Regions from separate parts of the Zea mays genome. Here all the other regions are linked to region 2. A link is a contact called in public Hi-C data. All regions are on one chromosome and are shown on one strand. Each heading gives the region's core, a stretch centred on a gene start, on an enhancer-like site or on the middle of the called end of the contact. The rest is flanking DNA. Distances are from core to core; before and after follow the strand shown. Region 1 holds the start of LOC100193542. Region 2 holds the start of LOC103646884. Region 3 holds the start of LOC103646882 (disease resistance protein PIK6-NP).

Region 1 (3,979 bases), core at 1,348-3,847, 310 kb before region 2:
ACAAACCAGGGGCAAAATCATATGGGTATATTTGTCCTTTCATACAAAAGTTAACACCGTTAATATGGCATGAATGCATGATAGAATAAGAGCAAAGTGGCTTTTCGTTTTGAAATTGGAAGGGTAAGGCCTGTTTGGCAACAATGTTTCTCAAAACAATGGTTAACAATACTATAATTTGCAATTGTCATGACAATACCATAGTTTTGGTCAACTCCAAAAATACCATGGCTTTGAAAAATATTGTTTGGATACAACATTGTAAACCATGGTATTAGGCAAAAGCTAGCCATGCCATGAAAACTTTGGATTGGAGTGGAGTTTCCAATACTCCAAAAATACCATGGTATGGTTTTGAAAACATAGATTTCAGAAATGCAATCAGACACCTTATAGCATAAAATACTATGGTATTACAAAAAATCATGGTATTTCCTAGAAACTATAAAATACTTTACTTCCAAACATGCCCTAAATTCACAAAGTTAAAAAAACATCCAGTCAAAAAAACAAAGTTAAAAAACAGGGAGCAAAACCACAATTTTAATACAAAACAGGGGTATGAATGCAAGAGTCCCAATTCTGTATTGTATATGGATGGAAACCTTGTCCAAGTTTACATCCAAATGTGCAAGACCTACCGCCATCTGGATTGTGCACAAAGAATCATCAATGTTTTGGTGTAAGCTATACCAAGCCCACAAGACAAGACTGGGCTATGTAAACCCAACCAGCCCAAATAGGAGGGATACTATACTAAAACCCTAACCAGGAATCAAATTCAGAAAAATAAAGAAGGTAAGCGCTCCTGTTCTTTTCCGTAGTTGCCCCCTTCAGAATTGGGAGTAATTATCTACTTCTTGTGTTCTTGGGCATCCTTGTGATGCAGCAGTTTGTCTGCCTTGCCTCGTTCCGTATACATTGATCACACATATACTTGGCACAAATTCCTTTTATCACAGTTTATTGTCCCACAGATGTAGCCTGTTTGAGCCATCAATTCGCCAGTTTACATGGATCAATGATATCCACGGTCCTAAGACGAGAAGATCAGGCATGCACCCATGTCATAACTACTGTGTTTGAACCTCTACATTATATAGATTAAGTCACTCTGGTTGTGTGTGCACACTAAAGGTGAGCACTGAGCAATACCAATGAATATCTTGGGTAAATCCCAGTATAAGGAAGAACAATATATAAATTTACACACACAAAACTCTGGCTTCGGATACTTAACAGTTAAGGCACAAACACTTGTCAAATTTCACTGGTTCCAACTTATTGCAGACAAGTTCAGTGAATTTTAGATGCTATAATAGGGCCATGAAAGAAATAGAAATGTGATAGGTGGAATGTAAATAAAAAAGCATAGGAGCAACCATTTTAAAAATGGTACTTCCAGGATTTCAATGGAATTTCCGAATGAGCTAGTATTGTATAAATTGTCACCTAAAGTGTTCCCCGTTATTCAACTTTTGATGTATTGGTGCAGATACTTAATTTTCCGCCACAAAATAAACCTTGAGCGCATGCATACATTGCGGACTAAGGAATAGCATTTTTTAGTGACTGGCAACATAAAAAAGAAGACTGCAGCTAACCAAGGGCAGAGGAGAAAGGAAATTAAGTGCTTACGTGGGGCTCAAATTTGCGAGCTTTCTGACAAGGACGGCTCCTCCAGTTGGAGATACGATGGGAGCCATGGCTTCTTCCCCTTTGGTCTGACACACGTAGGTGAGCTTGCCATGGAAGAAATTTTTGAATATCACATCAGTTAGCTGCGTGCTGCTGATCTGGCCCACATTATATTTCTGCTTGGATACGGATGCAGAGAAGAGAAATGCATGTATAAGAAAAGAGTTCAAGAAAAAATGTTATAACATGATGACGTGAAAATGGGGGGAAAATGTGGTGTTGTGTTTGCAGTCTCGACCTCTATTCCTGAGCAGACAATAAAAAATCAGTCCACGTTGTGCTATTATTCCATAGTTGTTGCTGCTGCAGGCATAACACGCGTAGCGGTAGCGTTATTTGATTGATGTAATTTTCCATATAGTCCAGCTAAGCTAGTGTACAAGTACAACAGTGTTGTGGTGAAGGGCAAATGGATTGAACAGTGTGGTAGAATCGACGAGTGTACAGACTCAAAGGTAGATAGAGGGAATTAATTACAGAGCAAGATGTGCTGCTACTAGGGTCCTTGGATCTTGAGAGAGGGTGGAGTAGGATTTAGAAGAAACATGGGGCTGGGGAATAGATGGATAGGTGCAGCACCTTCAACGAGAGGGAGATGCAGTAATCAAACTTGTGTGCGGCATAGCGGAACCAAGTCGAGAGCGAAACCATCCTCCCAAACCCCTGCTTGCCGCCTGCTCTGCTCTTCCACGCCCTCCTCCAGGAGCGCACGCACTGATACCCCACCCCTCTCTGTTTGGGGAGGGAGCTCCTCCTGCCCGCTGGCCGCCGCTGGTGCTCCACGCAGTCCGCAAGCAGAGGAGAGAGCGGGGAGCGGCGGCGGCGGAATGAAACTACAAAGAGGAGGCGGCGGCCGTCGCGCAAAGAGGACCTATGATGTTTTCCCCCTTACTCCTTTCCGCAGGCACAGTCCGTCCGTCCACTGCATAGGGGAAGTATTCCGTAGGCGGGCTTCTATAACCTAACCAATTCTTTGTGGGCTGGAAAATGGATAGGCTGGGCCTCTTTCATTCAAAACTATCCTTTTCTTTTTTTTCTTTTTGGCTTATGAGTGAAATTACTTAGAATATATATTGTAGCCATAGGTAGGCTAGTGTATAGTACCGAATTTTTTTGTATTTTGGCGCTTTTTTGGAAAAAAAATCATATTTAGACTAAAAAATTTTAATCTCGTTTTTGGACCTTTTGCTCGGCGACATAGACTATGGCGCCGAGATACGTGTTGTGTCGGCACAACCCGGACGACGTGGCGTCGACGTGGCACCGAGCTCGGTGCCACAGATCTTGGCGCCGAGCTCAGTTGTGTTATTAACAGTTTTGTTGGGAACACATAAGCACAAAGCTTGTCTAGCTTAGTTGGTAGAGCGCAATGCTTTTAACCTTGTGGTGTTGGTTCAAGCCCACAGTTTGCGTTCTCAATACTTTTTGTCCTGGTCATTGATTTGTTTTTTTTTTGTTTATGTCCCTGATTTGTCCGTCCAGATTTAAATCTTACCTAGATTTTTTTTTGTATTTGTTACTAATTTGTTTTTTTGTTTATGTCGCTGATGTGTCCGTCTAGATTTATTTCTCATCCAATTTTTTTTGCTTATGTCACTTAGTACCTGCACACAAAACCTTTTTACTTGTGCTCTAGGAAATGTAAAGAGATTAATTGTATAGATGTGCTTCTATGTCCTAACTTCATTATTCAAGCAAACATACACTTGGGAAGCTCACTCGAATCCGAGCAGTTTCACCTTGCCAAGGAAGTGGCACAGTTTTACCTTGCTATAATCATCTTGATATTTGGATGAGTAGTGATAAAGACAAAAAAATCTGGATGAGAAATAAATCTGTACGGATACATCAGCGACTTAAACAAAAAAAATTCAGTGACAAAGACAAAAAAAAGTATTGAAACACAAAATATGAGGCTTGAAAACCTAGGACCACAAGGTTACGAGTCTTGCACTCTACCAACTAAGCTAGACAAGCTTTGTGCTTACATCTTTCCAACATAACTCTTGATAACACAATCGAACTCGGCGCCAAGATCTGTGGCGTCGAGCTCGGGCCACGTCGGTGCCACGACGTCTGGTTTGTGCCAGCGCAGCGCGTACATCGGCGCCATAGGCTATGGCGCCGAGCAAAGGGTCAAAAAATGACATTAAAATTTTCTAGGGTCCAAACGTGATTTTTTCCGAAAAAGAGCCAAAATGAAAAAAAAATCATGTATAGTACTACCTGAAAGTCCTAGAGGGGGGTGAATAGGCGTAATCTGAAATTTACAACTTTAAAC
Region 2 (3,918 bases), core at 485-2,984:
TCAAATTAAGGCGCTACATCTACTAAAGCCACATTTAGTACTTTTGTAGGGTTGCAACTCATGTCCTATTGGTTCAATTTTTCAAAGCTCGGTTAAATAGTAGGAGAGGAATCGTGTCACCAACAGAGAACTGCATAAATAACTTTTTGGTGATCCTGGCACTTATTTTATTTCATAAATAACCAAAAATATTGCTTGTGAGTTTTGTTGGGTTTTAATTCTAGCCCACCACAATTTGTTTGGGACTAAAAGGTTTCGTTGTTATTGTTGTTGAAATAACGAAGTATATTAAAATCATTTTTAACTTATAAAGTCTTACACTTCGACAAAAACAATTATTGCATAACTTACTGAATTCCTGAGCATGAGGCGCATGTGCCATCAGATTAACTTTTCAGGTACCCTTGACTCCATTACTGCGATAATGTGTTACACACGACATATATTCAATGGATACCAGTTAATAGGTATTCTAGTTGATAGCAGCCTTGGAGGTTAGACTGAGATTTTTTTAAGCGGCAGTAACGGAGTAGTATCCAACTTTTGCATATTATGCAGGTAAGGCTTGGCGTAGAGCCTACCGTCTGTAATCGGAAGGTCCCAGGTTCGAGCCCTACCCTCTGCATATTATGCGGGTAAGCCTTGGCACTTAAAGATACCCTTCCCCATACCCCGCATAGTACGGGAAGCCTAGGGCACTGGGTACGCCCCAGTGGCCTGGCAGATAGTTTTGGCGAAGTCCAGAAATTCACAGGTTCTTGATGCTCCAGAAAATTCATGGATCTTGCTCCCAAATATGAATTTTTGGGTGCTTCAGATTTCATGGAGCTAGTGTGTTTGGATATAAAAAGCAAGATTTGGAACTATTTTATCTAGAGCTATATAGTTTGTATCCAAAACAATCCCATATTGCTGACAAACTAAAATAGCAGTGAACTTTGGTTGCAAACGAGGTTTCAGATACATGCTAATTACCAATCCGTTACAACCGGTAGAGGCCTTGACCTTGCATTGTCGATTAGCTATCTTCAACTGCTGCAGTGTAAACAGGAGAAGACAGGCGGGAGGGCAGCACGGGCACCGTTCGGAGCTCGACACGTTGTTGTCCTCGTCGGCGATGCCTCAGCCTCACAGCTGTCGTGCCTTGCACCCGCACCGCTGCGGCTCGGCTGGACAGCCGACGGTCCAGGCCTCCAGGGTGAGTCGCCGAGGACGGCAGCACCGCCGCACCAGCGTGCAGCAGATCGACGTCGTTCCCCAGCATGGCGACACCAGCGGCCTACGGATGTTGCTCTCGGAATGGTCGTGGCCCCGCACCAGCTCCACCTTCTCCAGCGGCTAGAACTGGCAGAAGAATTCTGCGATGTCAGGCTTCCTCGCCCACAGCAGCAGGTTCCCCACGAACACCTTACCCTTCTGCCGGAAGTCCTCCGGCGGCGGCGACGAAGGAGGAGGCGAGGGCGGAGGCTCCTCGGTCGTCTCCAGCGTAGGAGGCGGCGGGGGCAGCTTGCTCGTTGGCCATAGGCTGGAGGCGAGTGGGTTCGCGTGAGGAGGAGGCAAGGGCGTAGATGGGCGGCAGAGGGGTTGAAGGGCCTGCGAGGAGGCGAGGCATGTGTAAGCGGAAGTGGGGAACACGGACGCAAGCGCTCGCTCAGCTGAATCAAAGGAAGAAGTCGGGTCCGAGAGTGTGGGCTCACGCGGCCACGTGTCGTACACGCGGTGGTCGATGAACGCGTGAAGTGCGGGCAACGCTTGAAACCGGGTGAGGTTTTAATAGAAGAGATGCTAAATTTCTCCCCGCCCTGTACATGCATACGGTGTATATATGACTGACAGGTGGCCTATGATGGCATTGCTGCGCTGCCTATATCGCTGCCCTTCTCATGTATCTATACATGTCCAAACCGGTGGGCCGTGCGGCGCTGCCTTCTAGTCAGCCTTCAGCTGCAGACATGGGAATGGGAGTGTGACAGCACCACGCCATGGCCACCGCCGCCGGCGATGTTGAGAACCCCCACGTTCCTCCTCAGGCATAGAACAACATTGCATCCACTATATACATGATAGTGCAGATGGAGTCGGAATCTTGTTTCTTTGATATGTATGCATGCCTTCTGAAAGAGATCATCGTTTTGCGTTGTATTTTATTGTGCATGTACATTCTCCGAAGCCGTTTTTTCTATACCATTACATCCACAAGTTTAAACTTTGTAAAACACACTCAACAAAAGGCACCAAGACTTAGCATATCATCAAAATCAACGGTTTAAATCGCTGGATAACTCCCCTCTCTCCCTTACTCAAATCCAATGGCCAATATTATTTGAATCATGTCTCATCCCTCCCCCGCGATCCCACCGCTCCCTGCCTCCCCCTCGACCTCGCCACCCCCTCCTCCCCCTCGCTCTACCGTCGTCGGTCCCTCCCTCGCGTCATTGGACCTCCCCCTGACCCCAACATCCCCTCCCCCTTACTCGCATCGCTATCGGCAACTACCCTTGCACCGTCACCGCCATCGAGCCCTCCCCCTCCCTTTTCCGGGATCGTAGTATTAGCACGAGTTATAATTATAAGAAAACTAGTATAATGCATGTGCGTTGCTGTTAGATTGGAAACTCCAACCCTAATCTGGGTTTGGGAGATGTATATTAATATAGAGGTAGTTGAGCCTAGGCCCATTACATAGACACCATCACCACCCATTACACAGTAGCTCTAACACCCCTAGTCGAAACTCTAACCACGACAGATGTTGAGATTAGACCAGAAATCCTTGAACACAGTAGCCTAGGGAGATATATATATATATATATATATAGTTTGTACATTTGGAGCCCTGGTCTTCCAATAACTAGAGGAAGCATTGGCTCAACGGTTCAGCCGCACCAGGTTCGGGCGGCTATAAAAACACCCGGTCGCTAGGGATTAGGTTTTAGTGTGGGTGGCGGTTCCCTCGGGCGAGCGAGCGGCGGCGGCGGTTTCCTCGGGCGTGCGAGTGGTGGCGATCCCGGGGGCCAGCGGCGGTGGCGCGCCGAGGCGGGCGACCGGCAGCGGCACTCCCCCAGGATCGAGCGACGGCGACGCTCCTGAGGCGGGCAGGCAAGCGCTGACGACGCTTCTGAACCCGACGAGATTATATTTTACGGACGAAATAAAGCATTGAAAAATCAAATTTTTGTTTACATACATACCATTCCATTTCCTTTCAACTCAAATTCTTGCCATCCTAAATTTATGCGAATGCAATAGGAAACATATTTTGTACACAGTGCACCATAGTGCATAAATACCTTCGACGTGTAGCATAATTAACCTCAGTGTATATCATAAACTGGTTCTAATGAGCCTAGATGCATGGTTGTTGGAGAGATCATATATTTGTGGAGGAAATTAAGCATTTAAATCAGATTTTTTGTTTCCATGCATGTCAATCTATTTTTCTCTCAACGCACATTATTGTCATCCTAAATTTGTGCACATGCAGCAGGAAACTGATTTTTACGCAGCGTACTGTATTGCATAAATACCTACACTGTGTAGCATAGTTAGTAGTAGTATATTTCATAAAATGTTTCTAACGAGTCTAGCTGCATGACTGTTATAGAGATTTAATATTTATGGATGGAATAAAACATTCAAATCTGATTTTTTTGTTTCCATGCATGCCGCAATTAACAGATACACTTCCTAATTTCTCGCGCACGCAAATGGATACAAATTGCGCACATTCAAAGAATGGACGCATGCGGGGTGGGCTAGCAGCCAAGATGTAGTGGTACATGGCTGGCTAGGGCTTCCTGTATCCTATGAAAGCCCAGGGCTCCTAATAGCCTCACCCTATATATATACACGATTCTCTTCTAGTTTTATATACAATTGAGCATGAGCAGTTTGTAGTATGTAGTTTACCTGAGAGAG
Region 3 (4,285 bases), core at 810-3,309, 450 kb after region 2:
CAATTCCTAGCATTTATTTTCATATTAAATATTCAATTTCTAATTCATTGATACAATTTAAATAGGCACGGGACTGGGCCTCATTTTCTAGAAAGTCTAGGGTTTAATACAGAAAAGTGCCAAGACACAGCGCACTGTGTAATAGGACGGCGAGTTGTTTTTGATAAAGCCGAGGGGCTGATCTGCATTTTGGCCGGGCCGAACGGGTACGGGCGAAACTGAGCCGCCCGATCAGACATTGAGGGCCCAGATTAGATCCAGGTTTCGCATGAACCAGTACGCAACGCAGGCCTTCGGATCCAAGATCCATGGCCAGGAAACACACACAGCTCTCTCCCATCCGATCCCGATCAGACGACCCTGGCGCATTAGGCCGAAACGTTAACTCGCGCTAACTGTAGCCGTCGATCATAGATCACACGGCCCAAGGGTCGTCCCCTACCTCCCACTACCGGCCCGACGGCGTGTAAGACCGCACAGCGGCGCTTCGCCCGCCGCGCCCGCCACCCATGGCGCAGCACCCCAAAATCCGATCCGAAGAATGTTATACGCAGCGGAGATTAGGGCGAATAGAGTGGGGGCAGACTCACCACGGATGACGCGCAGAGGAGCACCACTCGCGGCACAAGGCGGATCCACCACGCAGGACCAACACCGGCGCGAAATTGCCCGCGGCTAGAGCTCCTAGCTGTGCGACGATGCCACGGACACCACCCACGTATCGAGGCGAAGCTCCCTGACCACCGACAGAGGCGAAACCGGCGACCGGAATGCGAATCCACGATGGCGGCGGCGGCTCGGACGAGTTCGCAATGGCAACAGCGGCGGTGGAAACTAGCTACGCGGCGGAGTCGTACAACGTGGACGCGGGATTAGATTAGGGCGCACGGCGTAGACGACTCAGGGCTAAATACTCTGAGGCAGAGTCGCAGCGGCCCGACCGAAATGGGCGGCGCGACGAGGTCAGCCATGCGAAGGATCTCGGCTTCTTTTACACGAAGTCCGCGGGGAGGAGGCTTCCGCCAGGGCGGCCCCACCAGTCATTGATAAGCGCCGCGCGACCAGGAGACTAGGACAGCGCGAGTGAGACGACCATGTGGGCCCCGCACGATCGGGTGGCTGCGCGTGAGGAATGAAGGAGATTGGGCTGCGCAGGAGTAAAAGGGGAGATGGGCCGAATTGTAGTTCAGGGCCCACGCGCGGTTTTCCCCATTTATTCTTTTTCTTTTATATTTTGTTTTGTTTTTCCTTTTGAGTTTGGAATTCAAAATTCAAAATTCAAACTTACACTATGGTAAAGCTCCCTCAGATTAAGGGTACAATTTTGCATATACTATTATTTTATTTATAATATTTATTTTTGTCTATATATTTTCTTCTTTTTTCCAAATTTCTTGAATTTTCCTTTAGGTCTTAAATTCTATTTTGAACTTTGATATATCTCTTTTCACATGATTTTTTATCTTATGTCACAAAATGCACACCACATAAAATTTCAGCATGATGCACAATTTATTGGAGTGTCTCTTGTTAATTATTTATTTGTGTAAGGTGTTCACATGAAATGATAGATTGAGATGACACACATATATATAAAAGAAAACACTTTTCCCCTTTTATATGATCTCTTACAAATTAGGTGTTACAAGTCTCTTTGCATCAGTGTTGACATCTTCTAGTGCATTGCGAGACAACTGTAGGAGTCGATCTCGGTACTCGCTGACGGACATGGTGTTCATGATTTGTTTTTTCTATTTTTTTTTTACTAATTGCTAATTCATGACTGGTACATATTGAAGCCAAACCTTCGTTTAATTAGTATTTGTTGTTTAGTAAAATAATATATTCTGTTAATTAAGTTGGTATATTAGAAAGGATGAGATATCGATGATGGAGACGATGAAATATAGGAGACGAAATCTTTTAAAGCGTGTCGCATTCGGTAAAATTTTCGTCGAGTATTTTTTAGACTTTGCCGAGTGCTTGCAAAACAACTATTTTCGGTAGTGCATAAACGATAATGAATATTATTTAGGAGAGTGGAGAACCTGTTAGAAACAGCCTAAAGTGCGTTTCGCGCTTTCCTGGATGCCTCCATGGCTTTACGCGGTGGATGGCATCGATTCGTCTATGCTTTGGTAATATAATAATATTATATATACAATTATTAGAGCACCAGGTACCTTAGCACGGCAATCATCTACACTCACACTGGCCCCTCTCATGTCCTGAGCAGCGGCTAGCTAGCTCCACGGCTTCGTCGCCATGGATCTTGTGGCCGGCGCCGTGGGCAGCATCATCCGCAAGCTCGGCGAGCTGCTCCTGGCTGAGTACCAGCTGCAGGCGTGCCTGCCGGAGGAAATCGAGTCTCTGAAAAATGAGCTCGAGAGCGCGCACGTGGCTCTCCGCACCGTGGCGGAGGTGCCGCCGGAGCATCTTGATCAACAGGTCCAGCTCTGGGCTCGCGAGGTCAGGGAGGCGTCGTACGACATGGAGGACATCCTCGATACCTTCCTCGTCAACGACGCACCGGCTGAGAAAAAGGATGGCCTCGGCAAACGTCGTCGTCTTGGTCGTCGTCTCCTGGACAATATAGCTGGCGCCATGGAAAAGATGAGGAAGCTGTTCAAAAAGAGCAAGGAGTGTCACACCATAGCTGGCGCCATAGAGAAGATGAAGGAACGGCTCCGGGAGGTGGCTGACCGCCGCGACAGGTACGCCGTTCCGGTGGCAGCGCCTGCGCCGGCGAGGACGCTGGATCCTCGCCTCGCATACATGCACAGGGAAGCGGCACAGCTGGTCGGCATGGACAGGTCCAAGGCTGAGGTCATGGCCATGCTTCTGCCGCTGCCGTCGTCCCGCTGCCCCGAGGACGACATCGACGTCTCTGCCAGTGGCGGTGACAAGATGAAGATAGTTTCTGTGGTCGGAGCTGGTGGCCTGGGAAAGACCACTCTTGCCAAGGCCGTCTACGACGAGCTCAAACCGCGATATGACTATGAAGCGTTTGTTTCGGTTGGCCGGAAACCTGACCTGGTGCAAGTCTTTACCAGCATCTTCTTCCGTCTCGACGTACATAAGCACGAGGCCATTCGTGAAGTAAAGGACCTACAGCTGTTGACCGACGGACTACGAACATTTCTACAAGACAAGAGGTATACACATACATGAATTATTTAGTAGCCAGCCACGAAATGATTTATGGCCTCTCTATAATTTCTCTGCTTCGCGCGTCTTGTTCATAGAAAGAAAATATTGTCTTCATAAATTAGATAACAATTATTCTAAAGGATTATTTTAAACAATGTTAATACTACAATTAATAAATCATCTTCTATTAGTTAATTTCAGTGCTATCTTTACGCATGGTAGGTACTTGATCGTTATCGACGACGTTTGGGATACAGAATCTTGGGAAACAATCAAATTAGCTTTTGATCAGAAGAATAAGCAGAGTAGGGTAATCACAACCACTCGCAACCGACAAGTAGCTTCCAGCGAGAAGGTTTACGAGCTACATCCGCTCCCTCATGACAGCTCGAAGAAGCTATTTTATATGAGGCTGTTTGGGGGTGAGGACAAATGTCCGGCTAATCATCCTGAAGAGGCGTCTCAAAGGATTCTTAACAAATGTGGCGGTGTACCATTGGCTATCATCACAATGGCAAGCTTGCTGGTGGGTAAATCGAGAGAAGACTGGTTGGAGGTGTGCAGCTCTCGCGGTTTCTACCGCGGCGGCGGTAAAGATAACAACAAACAAGTAGATGACACCGTGTGGATACTGTCTCTGAGCTATTATGACCTACCTTCATATCTGAAGCCTTGCTTACTGTACCTAAGTGTGTATCCAGAAGACTATGAGGTCGAGAGGGAGAGATTGATATGGAAGTGGGTAGCTGAAGGTTTCATCGAGAAGAAAGCAGGAAGCAGCAGCAGCCTGTTTGAGCAGGGAGAGGAATACTTCCATGAGCTCATAAACAGATGCATGATCCAGGCGGTGGGGGACGACAAAGAGGTTGCTGACGCCATATTTGGTTGTCGTGTTCATGACATGGTGCTTGATCTCATCCGTGACATATCAAACGAAGAAAACTTCATCACTGTCTCATACGATGATGGTAGAAGAGGCGCAACGTCGTCGTCGTCGTCACGACACGTGGTGCGCCGGTTAGCTCACCAAAACAGAAGAATAACGGAGGAGGACAACCCTGTGAGTGGCAGCATGAGGTCACTGGTTGCCTGTGGGTGTGATATGGATGGTTGGGTCTTGCACACGAGCTCTAAT

The links. A called contact is a pair of places that touch in the nucleus more often than the background predicts.
Region 1: a Hi-C map of ear shows a contact between it and region 2, with 2.1 times the contacts expected there. The contact joins the promoter of LOC100193542 here to the promoter of LOC103646884 in region 2. A contact is called at or near these places in 2 of 25 Hi-C or Micro-C datasets (ear and tassel).
Region 3: a Hi-C map of ear shows a contact between it and region 2, with 2.2 times the contacts expected there. The contact joins the promoter of LOC103646882 here to the promoter of LOC103646884 in region 2. A contact is called at or near these places in 2 of 25 Hi-C or Micro-C datasets (ear and leaf).

What each region holds. Positions count from the first base shown.
Region 1 is chr2:117,455,252-117,459,230 of Zm-B73-REFERENCE-NAM-5.0, reverse strand. LOC100193542 reads right to left here and starts at 2,597. Exons shown (of 5, transcript NM_001138653.1): 1 at 2,278-2,597; 2 at 1,639-1,814. The coding sequence starts at 2,349.
Region 2 is chr2:117,148,473-117,152,390 of Zm-B73-REFERENCE-NAM-5.0, reverse strand. LOC103646884 reads right to left here and starts at 1,734. Exons shown (of 2, transcript XM_008671512.3): 1 at 1,413-1,734; 2 at 768-1,344. The coding sequence starts at 1,612. The coding sequence ends at 1,029.
Region 3 is chr2:116,694,573-116,698,857 of Zm-B73-REFERENCE-NAM-5.0, reverse strand. LOC103646882 (disease resistance protein PIK6-NP) reads left to right here and starts at 2,059. Exons shown (of 2, transcript XM_008671510.3): 1 at 2,059-3,155; 2 at 3,373-4,285. The coding sequence starts at 2,266.